2 separate regions of the Drosophila melanogaster genome follow, and region 1 is linked to region 2. The links are chromatin contacts, called in public HiChIP or PLAC-seq maps. All regions are on one chromosome and are shown on one strand. The core of a region is the stretch at or near the end of the contact, and the rest is flanking DNA. Distances in the headings are between cores, read along the strand shown. Region 1 has its middle 9.7 kb from the start of snRNA:U5:14B. Region 2 holds the start of CG42354.

Evidence for each region. HiChIP or PLAC-seq counts read pairs in DNA pulled down with a chosen protein or histone mark.
Region 1: a CP190 HiChIP or PLAC-seq map of the Kc167 cell line shows a contact between it and region 2, with 10 times the contacts expected there. The contact joins the enhancer-like site here to the promoter of CG42354 in region 2. A contact is called at or near these places in 1 of 1 datasets of contacts at CTCF or cohesin (the Kc167 cell line), 32 of 107 Hi-C or Micro-C datasets (the Kc167 cell line, the OSC cell line, the S2 cell line and 10 more) and 3 of 6 datasets of contacts at active chromatin or transcription factors (all in the Kc167 cell line).

The regions. Positions count from the first base shown.
Region 1 is chrX:16,241,986-16,246,809 of dm6, reverse strand. No RefSeq gene overlaps it. Among named protein-coding and RNA genes, the nearest start is that of snRNA:U5:14B, 9.7 kb to the left of the region's middle. Within about 2 kb of position 1,884, at least 21 of the 39 cell types and tissues checked have an H3K27ac peak or open chromatin away from gene starts, as enhancers often do. A contact at or near this core is called in the Kc167 cell line, the OSC cell line, the S2 cell line and 6 more, where this site is marked.
Region 2 is chrX:16,103,617-16,108,308 of dm6, reverse strand. It overlaps CG42354, which reads left to right and starts at 3,363. Exons shown (of 6, transcript NM_001144730.3): 1 at 3,363-3,505. CG42353 reads left to right here and starts at 3,363. Exons shown (of 5, transcript NM_167485.4): 1 at 3,363-3,505.

The DNA of each region.
Region 1 (4,824 bases), core at 635-3,134, 140 kb before region 2:
TTATCCTTCGTTTTCGTTTTCGTTAGTGGAGAGTTGAGAACTCAGCAGTTGAGTTGAGTTCAAGCTCAGTTCAGTTCAGTTCAGTTGTTTTTGTAGTGGATTAACCCGAGCAAAATAAATAATTTCACCTGCAGATGCTGGCGAGTGCCTTATCGAGTGCCTTGCGACTCCACTTGTACAGCTTACCCCCGAAAAACCCGACATATGTCTGGTATTTTTGTGGCGTGGAGGCCGGTTGCGGTGAGGTTATTGTGTCTTGGGGTTCATAAGCCCTCGCCGTAAGGAAAAGGTAATTTAGTAAATAATAGGGTCAAAGACAAATATTGTTGTGGGCTTTTGGCCAATGAGGGAACGCTTTCGGCGTCTTTTGTGCGTGAAAAGCGTGTGTAAGTTGCTTTTAGAGGCAATTGAGGACGATTAACGGTTAGAAAGCAACAAGGCCAATACAATAGCCCCCCCCCCCCCCCTCTTTTAGCCACCAGTCGTGTAGAGCGCAAATAACTAACAGACAGATATTGGCCAGCTTTTCACATTTTTAGCGAAAGCTTATCTAGGAATTTAGAAACGTACATTGGGTCAAAGTTCGTATTTGAACACACCTATACAAGGTGTCTTAAAGAATGCAGTAATATAGTTTGAGCACTGAAGTGAAATAGAAAGAAGGTAATTTCCCATTCAAATCTGATCAAATTAAATATTAAACTATCTTACTATAACTTTAAGCTTTCATAGTTCCCGAAATCATACGGACCTGTTATACCTGTTACATACTTTTCAACAAATCTGGCTTACACCTTTGATTCTGCGACTGAATAATGGGTAGAAGCATAAAGAATTCCGCTAACTCTTGAGCTTTAATGGATTTCCGGATTAAAAAAGCATTACAGCATTACTTTACTTTTCAGTTCGATTTTTTAATAGCTTACAGATTTAAACAAGACACAAATTTTTCATTAGAAGAAAGTTACCCATTTCGGCTGCCGCACAAATTATTTAAAGCAACAGGCAATGGAGCAACTTTTGTGGCCGGAGTAACCCATTGCGAAAGAAAAATGTTATGCCAGGCACTTTTTCACATGAGCGACATCAAAGCGATCTAAGTAAAATGTATGCATATTTGCGACAGCGGGAATATCGAAATAAAAACTGTTCCGTGCGCAATCAATTGAAATTAATTTGCATAAAGGAATGTCCGTGCACGCCACTCCAGCCACTCCACTGACCCCTGACCCCAGACCGCTGACCTCTGACCCCTGTGATTTTCGATAAAACTGGTCTTTGGCACTGGTTTTGAGGAATTTCTGATTGCTTATCGCTTTTGGATTTAGCAACTGATTCGACTGCACCAGTTTGTTTAATTAGATTTTCATTTGCGCATTATGAAATGTGAGTGGGTGTGAGTGAGTGTGGTCGTTGGAGTTGGGTGCTCAGTGACAAAAGTTTTCACTCGCAAATTGTATGATAAACAATTTCCACACGGCATCCTGATCCGGATGGGACTCACTGCCATGCGTTACGGAAATGTGTGCACTGCCCAGGGGCATTCGAGCTGGGACTCGGGAGCTGGGGCAGCGGAAAACTCTGTTGGCACAGCTGAATTTAGGGTTTCAAAATTAATTAAGCGGAAGTAACCTAGAACGTTTGATTGTTTTAGACAGATCCTGTGTGTGATGGTTTTTTTTTTGTGTTATTTTCTGTTTTCGCATTTGTTTGGGCACATGGAAATGGTCATCTTAAACAGAAAAATATGATTAGCTTTAATTTGTTTCACCAGTTGCTGGCGGAAATTAAATTTTTGCAGATGATCTCATATGACAATTGATGGTCGATCCAAGTTCGATTTTCAAAACATAGGTGGCGATCTGCTCATGACCAACCATAGTTGTGGTTCGCTTATCTGTCCATAGATGGCGCCACGAGATGGTATGTTGTTCATAATTTGAATTGCCGACTTTCAGGCCGTGACAATAACCAAAAATGGTAAATTTATAAACTTTCTATTATATATTAGAATGAGTTACTTAGTTTATATATTTGTTTATATCTTATTTATATCTTTTGCTCATGGTAAGGTATTAATTATTAATCTCGAATCAGAAATGTTTGTAGATACGTTAATGATCCTTTTTCCATTTTTAAAGCGATGACCCGGATATATGAAACTTCTAGATTTGTTCAATATATCTGTCTTGAAACTACTGTTTTTGTCTAAATTGTATATGAAAATGTTCTGGGCTGCATAATTTACAATGACTATTTTAGCGCCAATAGTAATACGAAATTCGAAATGTTTTTTATGGACAAAAAAGCATCTAAAGGTACTAAGATTTGTGTTTTTCTTGAGTTTTAATTAAATGAGAATACGTAACCCAATTGAAATACAAATGCTTGGTGATTTTGGTGAACACATAGTTATTTCCGGCAAATTTGCTGGCAAATGAATAATCTAACTAGAGAAAAGAATGGCCCATATGTAGGTTCTTTGAACTCGACGGGTCTATGTAAACATTCTCAACGATTATTGGAAAGAGGCTGGCTGAATCAAAATCTGTGTACTATACACACCCCAATGAAATTACTCAAATGTAAATGGCTCTTAAAAATCATTGTATGCATACGATGGACGTGGATGTGGATGTGGATGTGGATGTAGATTCGAATTTGAATGCCATGCCAGTGCGAGTGCGTCGACAGTGATTTCGTTAATGAAATTTTTCGTTGACTCGCCAGTGCAAAGGGATGAGGACACTGGCCACACCCATCAATTTAATTGCGTATTATTCGCTCCGTACGTTGAATACCCTCCTCCTCCATTCAAAATTAGTGGTTCAGGGCGAAGGGTTCGAACGAATCTAATTATTTTAAAATGCATGTTTGTATGGCGCCAATGGCCGGGAAATGGGATAAGAACTCTTTTCTCTATAGCCTGCTGGCCTTTTTTTGTTTCTGTAATTCGGTATAAAAACATAAGTAGTACTTGTATTAGGCACTATATGTATATGGATAAATGTTGAAATCATCATCATGTATTACATTTTAGCCCGGAGTGTTGAAATAATTTGTATAATCATATAAGGTTGGTCGGAAATTATGCAAAGCTATCAAGTTTCATTCTAGTGATGGTTAAGTACATGTCAAACATTTCTGAAAATATATTCTCTTTGCTAAAACTGGACATCAAATATAAAACGATCCTTATAAGTAATTAGCGGAAATAGGTAAGCGATAAGATACAAATACATTAAAAGGTTCCTTATGGAAAGCTTATATAAGCTTTAATTTCAGTTACAAGATTCCGAAATCGGATCATCACGAAAAGCCTGATCGTGAAAAGAGCTTGGTCATATCCTCGTTGATTAGTGGGCAAAACTGAATTTGGGCAATGGATTTTGTAATTAATCTCATGCTGCGACACTTCCCACTTTTTCAAAAAAAAAATAAATTTTTTTTTTTTTCGCTTGCAACTGGATCGGCTAAGACGGTTTTGATCGAAAGTGCTGGCTCACGTGGAATAGATTAGTTAGGTTTGAGAGCCCAAAAACGAATTTCATTATGTTGATTGACGATGAATAATTTGGAAATGTAATTATGATTTATACGGTTTCCCTTTGAGCTCGATCGCCGAAAAAAAATGAGGCATACCATGTACATACATACATATGCATGTATGTATAGGTGGATATAACTTAAATTTTACGGTAATGTTGCAATGAATGCCGCCGTGTTGAGCGGACAGATTGGATGGATAGTTCGGAATAGATGGATGGATGGGTATATTGACTGTCATTGATTAATGCTCCTTGGCGCCGAAAACTTGGAAAAAAGTGCAACTAGACACGCGTACTATATATACACTGTACTTGGAAAATAATGTGCAGCAGGAAACAAAGCAAAGCCGCCGAGCTGCAACGCCCTTTGCGATGGTTAAAAACAGGATGGGAGTAAATATAATTAACTGCTTATCGACGGGGTGCGAACAAACCGACGATTCATCTTGGGAGTACCAGAGGTCACCTCGGCACTTTGTCTTTAGAATTCCGTATGCGAGGATAGGTAAGTAAGTAAGTATTTGATTTTTTTTTTTTCGATTTTCCACATTTCTCTTCACTGATATTGTTGGACACGGCTGGAGCTCGACTTCTCTCGAACAGGTACTTGATGAGCAATGTATGTATGATTGATTGATTGATGATCACCACCATATGCCGCTTGGATCAACCAAGGACGAGTGTCATCCAAGTGTCTCCGCTGTGCGCAAAGCGTACATGTAGAGGGCACAATCGTTTACAGCTTACCAGATAAAATCGGTAATTGGTAATTGGCTTCTCGGGTCGTCCAGGAGCAGTATTCGCAGCAGTGGGAGTAGGAGCAATTGGGCCAGCGGCAGGAATAGAGGAGTGAAAGGATCTAGCAGGATTAGAGAACGTAGCTGCGCGGTTGACAAGTGCGGATCGGGGTCCTTTTAGCCGTGCCATACTGAGATGCTGCTGGCCAGGATGCAGCCGACTGAGTAATTATACGCACACGGACGGACGAGGTGAATAGGATAATTAGTTGTATTTGCCCCTTTGTGTCCTTTGTCCTGCCGCTGCTACCGTGTCCCTTTGCTCATTTTTTTGCGCTCTCTCTCTCTCTCTTTGCCATTTGGCTGCTCGAAACGTACGTATTTAACGCTTTGCCGCATTGTTTTGCCTGCTGCGTTTGTTCGCCTTGCGTCCTTTTGTCTTTGGCAGTTAAACCCCTACGGGGTTTGCTAGGGGTATGTTGGCCTATAGGTGTAGGTATGTCGATATGTCCATAGTCGACATGGGATAACCAGGATAA
Region 2 (4,692 bases), core at 2,114-4,613:
TACTCAGTTACCGAATACTGGATTCTGGATCGAAGGAGACGCGTTGCAATAGCGTTGGTGGTGCTTGTGGTGTGTGGGTTTGGCTTACAAGTTCAGTTTTTATGGTCTTTTCACGGTTCTCCTGGGACGTAATAATGCACATATTAAACTCAACGTTTAGAGATGCTTCTCCGATCTGTAGACCCCATTTGCCTGTTTGCAAAAATCGCAAGATCATTTCATTGATGGATTTGATTGGCAATAGAAATTGACTATCACTGCGAATGGTCATCCAGTTGGTAATGAAGCATATCGGAAGTGTGTTTATAGTTGGGGAATTAAAGCAAGACAATTGTGCTCTTGCACTTTCTAATCTCAAATTTTAAGCATTTATTTCAAGAACGGCTTTTTTCTTGCACTGCAAATTCAGCACGAATCATGCCAATATAATAGATTTTAATTCAAAAATTGTTACTTAAAAAGAACTTAATAATTTGTTAAGCATGAAAATAAACCTTAATTTAAATTCAATTCTTTAAAAAGGAAACGTACAAATTTGGTAGCACAACAAACAGGGCAACTAAAGCCATTAAAATAATAAGTTGTGGTTAGGAGATGTTAACCCGCAACCAAACGCAATTAGAAGGACACTTGGATAATTCAGGTAGCTTCTTTGTGTCCACATATGGGTAGCCAAATGCGAAATGCAAAATGCAAAATGCAAAATGCGAACTGCATGCATGAGGCTCGGGACAACACAACATCAATTTCCTGTTAATGTCCATATTATGAATCGGGGGTACAAAGCAACAGCAGCAGCAGCAGCAGCATCATCATCACAGCAAAGCAAATTTAATTGAGCCCAATGCAAATTATGGTGAAGAGAATTTTCCCACAGATCGCCAAAGGTTTTAACGATACTTTTTCACTGCCTCTTTTTGACGTAATGAGCCTTAAAGTCAAACGTAGACCTGACAGCTCCAATGGCTTAAACGTAGCACAGAAGCTGCAACTAACCACAAATCACAGTAACTCCATTGCATGGGCTCGGTTTTGGTTTTGGTTTGGTCTTGGGTTTGGGTTTGGGTTTGGGTTTTGGTTTCGGTTTTGGCTTTGGCCATGGCTCTCAGTTTTGAGATTCGGGACCAGCAAGATTGCGTTTTGGCTCAGACTTTAGCTGGGAACTGAAACTCCTAACTGGGAGAATATGGGAAGTCGACGCAACGCATAATCATTATCACTTAAATTGGGGGCCCACCTAAATTGGTCGGCCGGCCATACGATGCGATGCCATGCGATGCGATGCGATGCGATGCGATGCGATGCGATCCGATACCAATATGTAAGCATATCCATGGAGCATCCATGGTGAGGCCAACCCCAAGACCAATTATGTGGGTAAAGCCAAAGTCAAAGTCGCTGCTAATACCAAAGCTAAAGCCAAAGACGAAAAACGAAAATTTCCGTCTTGTGAAATAAAAAAGTATATGCATATGCATATGAGGCTGATGCGAAATCCCGGCACCTAAAACACCACAAACCAGACAACAGTCCATCCAGTGCAGTGCAGTTCAGTTCAGTTCAGTTCAGTCCATTCCATTCGCCATCGAAATCGCCCAATTCGAGTACCGTAACCGAACCCCCGAATTAAGCGCACCATGGAATTGTTAAACTCTATGCGACCATCGATTGATTGGCCGACTAAATCCTGAAACCATCATTACGCGCAGATTGCCAGTTAAGCGAACGGAGGCCATGCCCTTGGCATTGTCCACGGATCTGCAAAAGGGGGCATGCCCGCAAAATCGCCTTTTGAAACAGTTCTCACACTAATCCAAAGGAGAGAGGATGGCTCGAGGAGAAGCTCTGTTTTGCTCTGTAAATGGCATGGTACATAATTGCTTAATATCGGTGTCATAAATAGAAAAGCATATTAAGTATAAAGTACAAAAACAACCAAAGTATAGTTGAAAGTTAGTGAATTGGAATTGTAATGGAATTGATACATAGTGATTTAAGATTAAAATTAAATGATTTTTTAAGAACTCAAAACTTAATTCATAAGCCAACTAACAACTAACCAAACAATTGCGATTAGTTATGCCGATTTCAAGTAAATTTTGCTGGTTTCATTTTTTACTTGTAAGGCAAATTGTGAAATAGTGTAGTTAGTTTACTTATTTGTCTGCATAAACTACAGATAAACATAATCAATTTTATTTCGTTTTTCAGTTTGATTAGCCCTAGCTTTATCTAGCGATCACTATTTATTTTATTGTTATTACTGAAAAATAGCACAACGCTAGTCAACCCTAAAAATATAGTAACTACACAAAAAATTTATTTTGTGTAACATACTTTTTTACGTCTGTTTTGAATAAACACCAACAGATGGCGGTAGTTTAGTCTCCAAAAATAGCTACTACGCGCGCTTTTGCAGAACTTGCACTATCCGCTGGATGGCGCTTCACATATTTCTATAATTTCTTACGAGCGTTGCCATATCCACTGATTTTGCTTAAACAATAAGTTTTAGCCGTAACAAACCTACATTGCGGAAATACAATATTTGTAGAAAGTCTCATGTAGCCTTAAAAGAAGTGGTTCCAAATGGGTTCGAAACGCTTAATTGAATATGTAACATTTTACAAAAAAATGTTATCTAAATTTATTTTAAGGCACATGGCAAAAAAAACCGATATTAAGGCTAACGATTTTAAGGTGTGATATTTTTTAAATTGACGTGTTTTCAGTATATTTTGTTAAATTACCATTATTTCCATTCAGCACATACTAAACATTCTTTTAAATTTATTTTTTTAAGAGCCAAATAATTTCATTTCTTACTTTTAATAAATTTCATAATTTGAATTCTCAGCATTCTTATTCCATGCTGCTGGCAACATCATAGGTCGAACTTGTGGCAACGCCTTAAAATATCCTTACTTGAAAAAATAGAACCAAAATAAGCAACACGTTAAGAAATCTCCTGTATAATTTTGTATACCCATTATTTGAAAGTTGGCAAGTATATTTTTGGTTCGTCGACAAGGACCATTGCAGTGGCTTGTTAAGAACAAATTGTTATTTATACATCCTACGTTATAAACATTTAATTTAAAAACATTTCTTTAGCCATAAGAATATACGAAATTAAAACAATCTTCTGATTCAATTAATATGATAAGATATATGCCAATTTCACCCGTTTCTTTCGGTGTAGGCCAGGTCAGCCGGAAATCTTAACTTAAGCCAGAACGAAATCTCGCCAGTCCGGTAGCGCTGCAGATACAATGAATACAAATACAACGCTTTAAGAGAAGCCTATGTTATTAAAAGTGGATCGTATTGTGGATTCCATTTGCCGCAAAAAAAATCGTTGCTGTCGCAGTCAACTTTGAAATCTTGTGGTGAGCGGACGTGTTATTTTTTTGTTTGGTTTTCCCGTTCCCGAACGCCGGAGTACTTTTTGTTGTTAAGTGCGCGTCGTCGTACCGCCGCTATTCTATTGTTCACGTTTGTTTAGGTAATTGTCGTTAAATAAAGTCAAATACAATCACACCGTATATACGGATAGTATCTGTATATTGGCCCTGTATGTCTAACCGCCTTTGCATCTGTGTGTTATATTTACTTTACCATCAAGTACGACAAAATATTCGACTGTTTTTCATTTATTTTTTTTTCGGGCTTTTTGGCTTTGTAACACACATTGTACCACCGATGTACGGCGAAATTAATAATACTCAAAACAGAGAAACATAAAAACAGTGGTGGTTCGTTGGTTCGGTGGGGGAGGGGTTTTTGGGGATCTCAACCACCGCCGATTGTTTATAGTGGTTGTGTGTGTGAACGAACGTTAGTGCGAGTGTGTGTATCTGTATGATTTTGTATCTTTTTGTTGTTGTTGTTGTTGTTGTTTTTGTTTTTGTTGTATTCGTGAGTGAGTGCGGGTTAAAGCAAGAGTTTGTGAAAAAAAAAAAACGAAATAACGTTGGGGGTTTTCTTCAAGACCAACTGGGATCTGGGATATTCTTATTGGCATCCGTCAGTTACTGCGCGGTGAATGAACTCCAATCCGAACTCACACTTTGGCCGTCTAGCTGCCAAACCAACGGAAAAAACGAGGCGCACTAAGCATTAAACGTAAAAAAGAAATATATGTAAAAAATAACAAAAAAAAATGAAGGAAATAACCAAAGCAAGCACAAACTCAAACTCAACTAAAACCACAAAATGGTGGCTGAGACACACAATTATGGCTTATTTTCGAAATATTAACCCAACTGTGCGCAACGGCAATAGCAACAGCAAATAACCATAACAATGACGAAAGCAAAAAGGCAGAAAAAGCAAGAAAACCTAGGTCCAATCAGAAAAAAAAAAGCAAAAGCAAATGAGAGCAGCGGCTGCAGTTTAATGTCTTTCACAGTTGCCTTCAATACGGGCTCTTCCCAAATCGGAACGGACACTGATTCATTTTGGGAACACAAAATCCAAAATCTATTTGGAACGAGACTCCATGCGGAATTAGGGATGCAATTCCCAATTCCGTGGTGGTAAGGGTAAATTTATGCCATAAATCGATCCATGCTATGGACCGTAAAGGTACACTAAAAAAACACACAACAGCACACACACACACACACATTCGAATTTATAAGATTTGAGGAGGGTTGGGCTCTTTGGGATACAATATTTCAAAATAGTCAT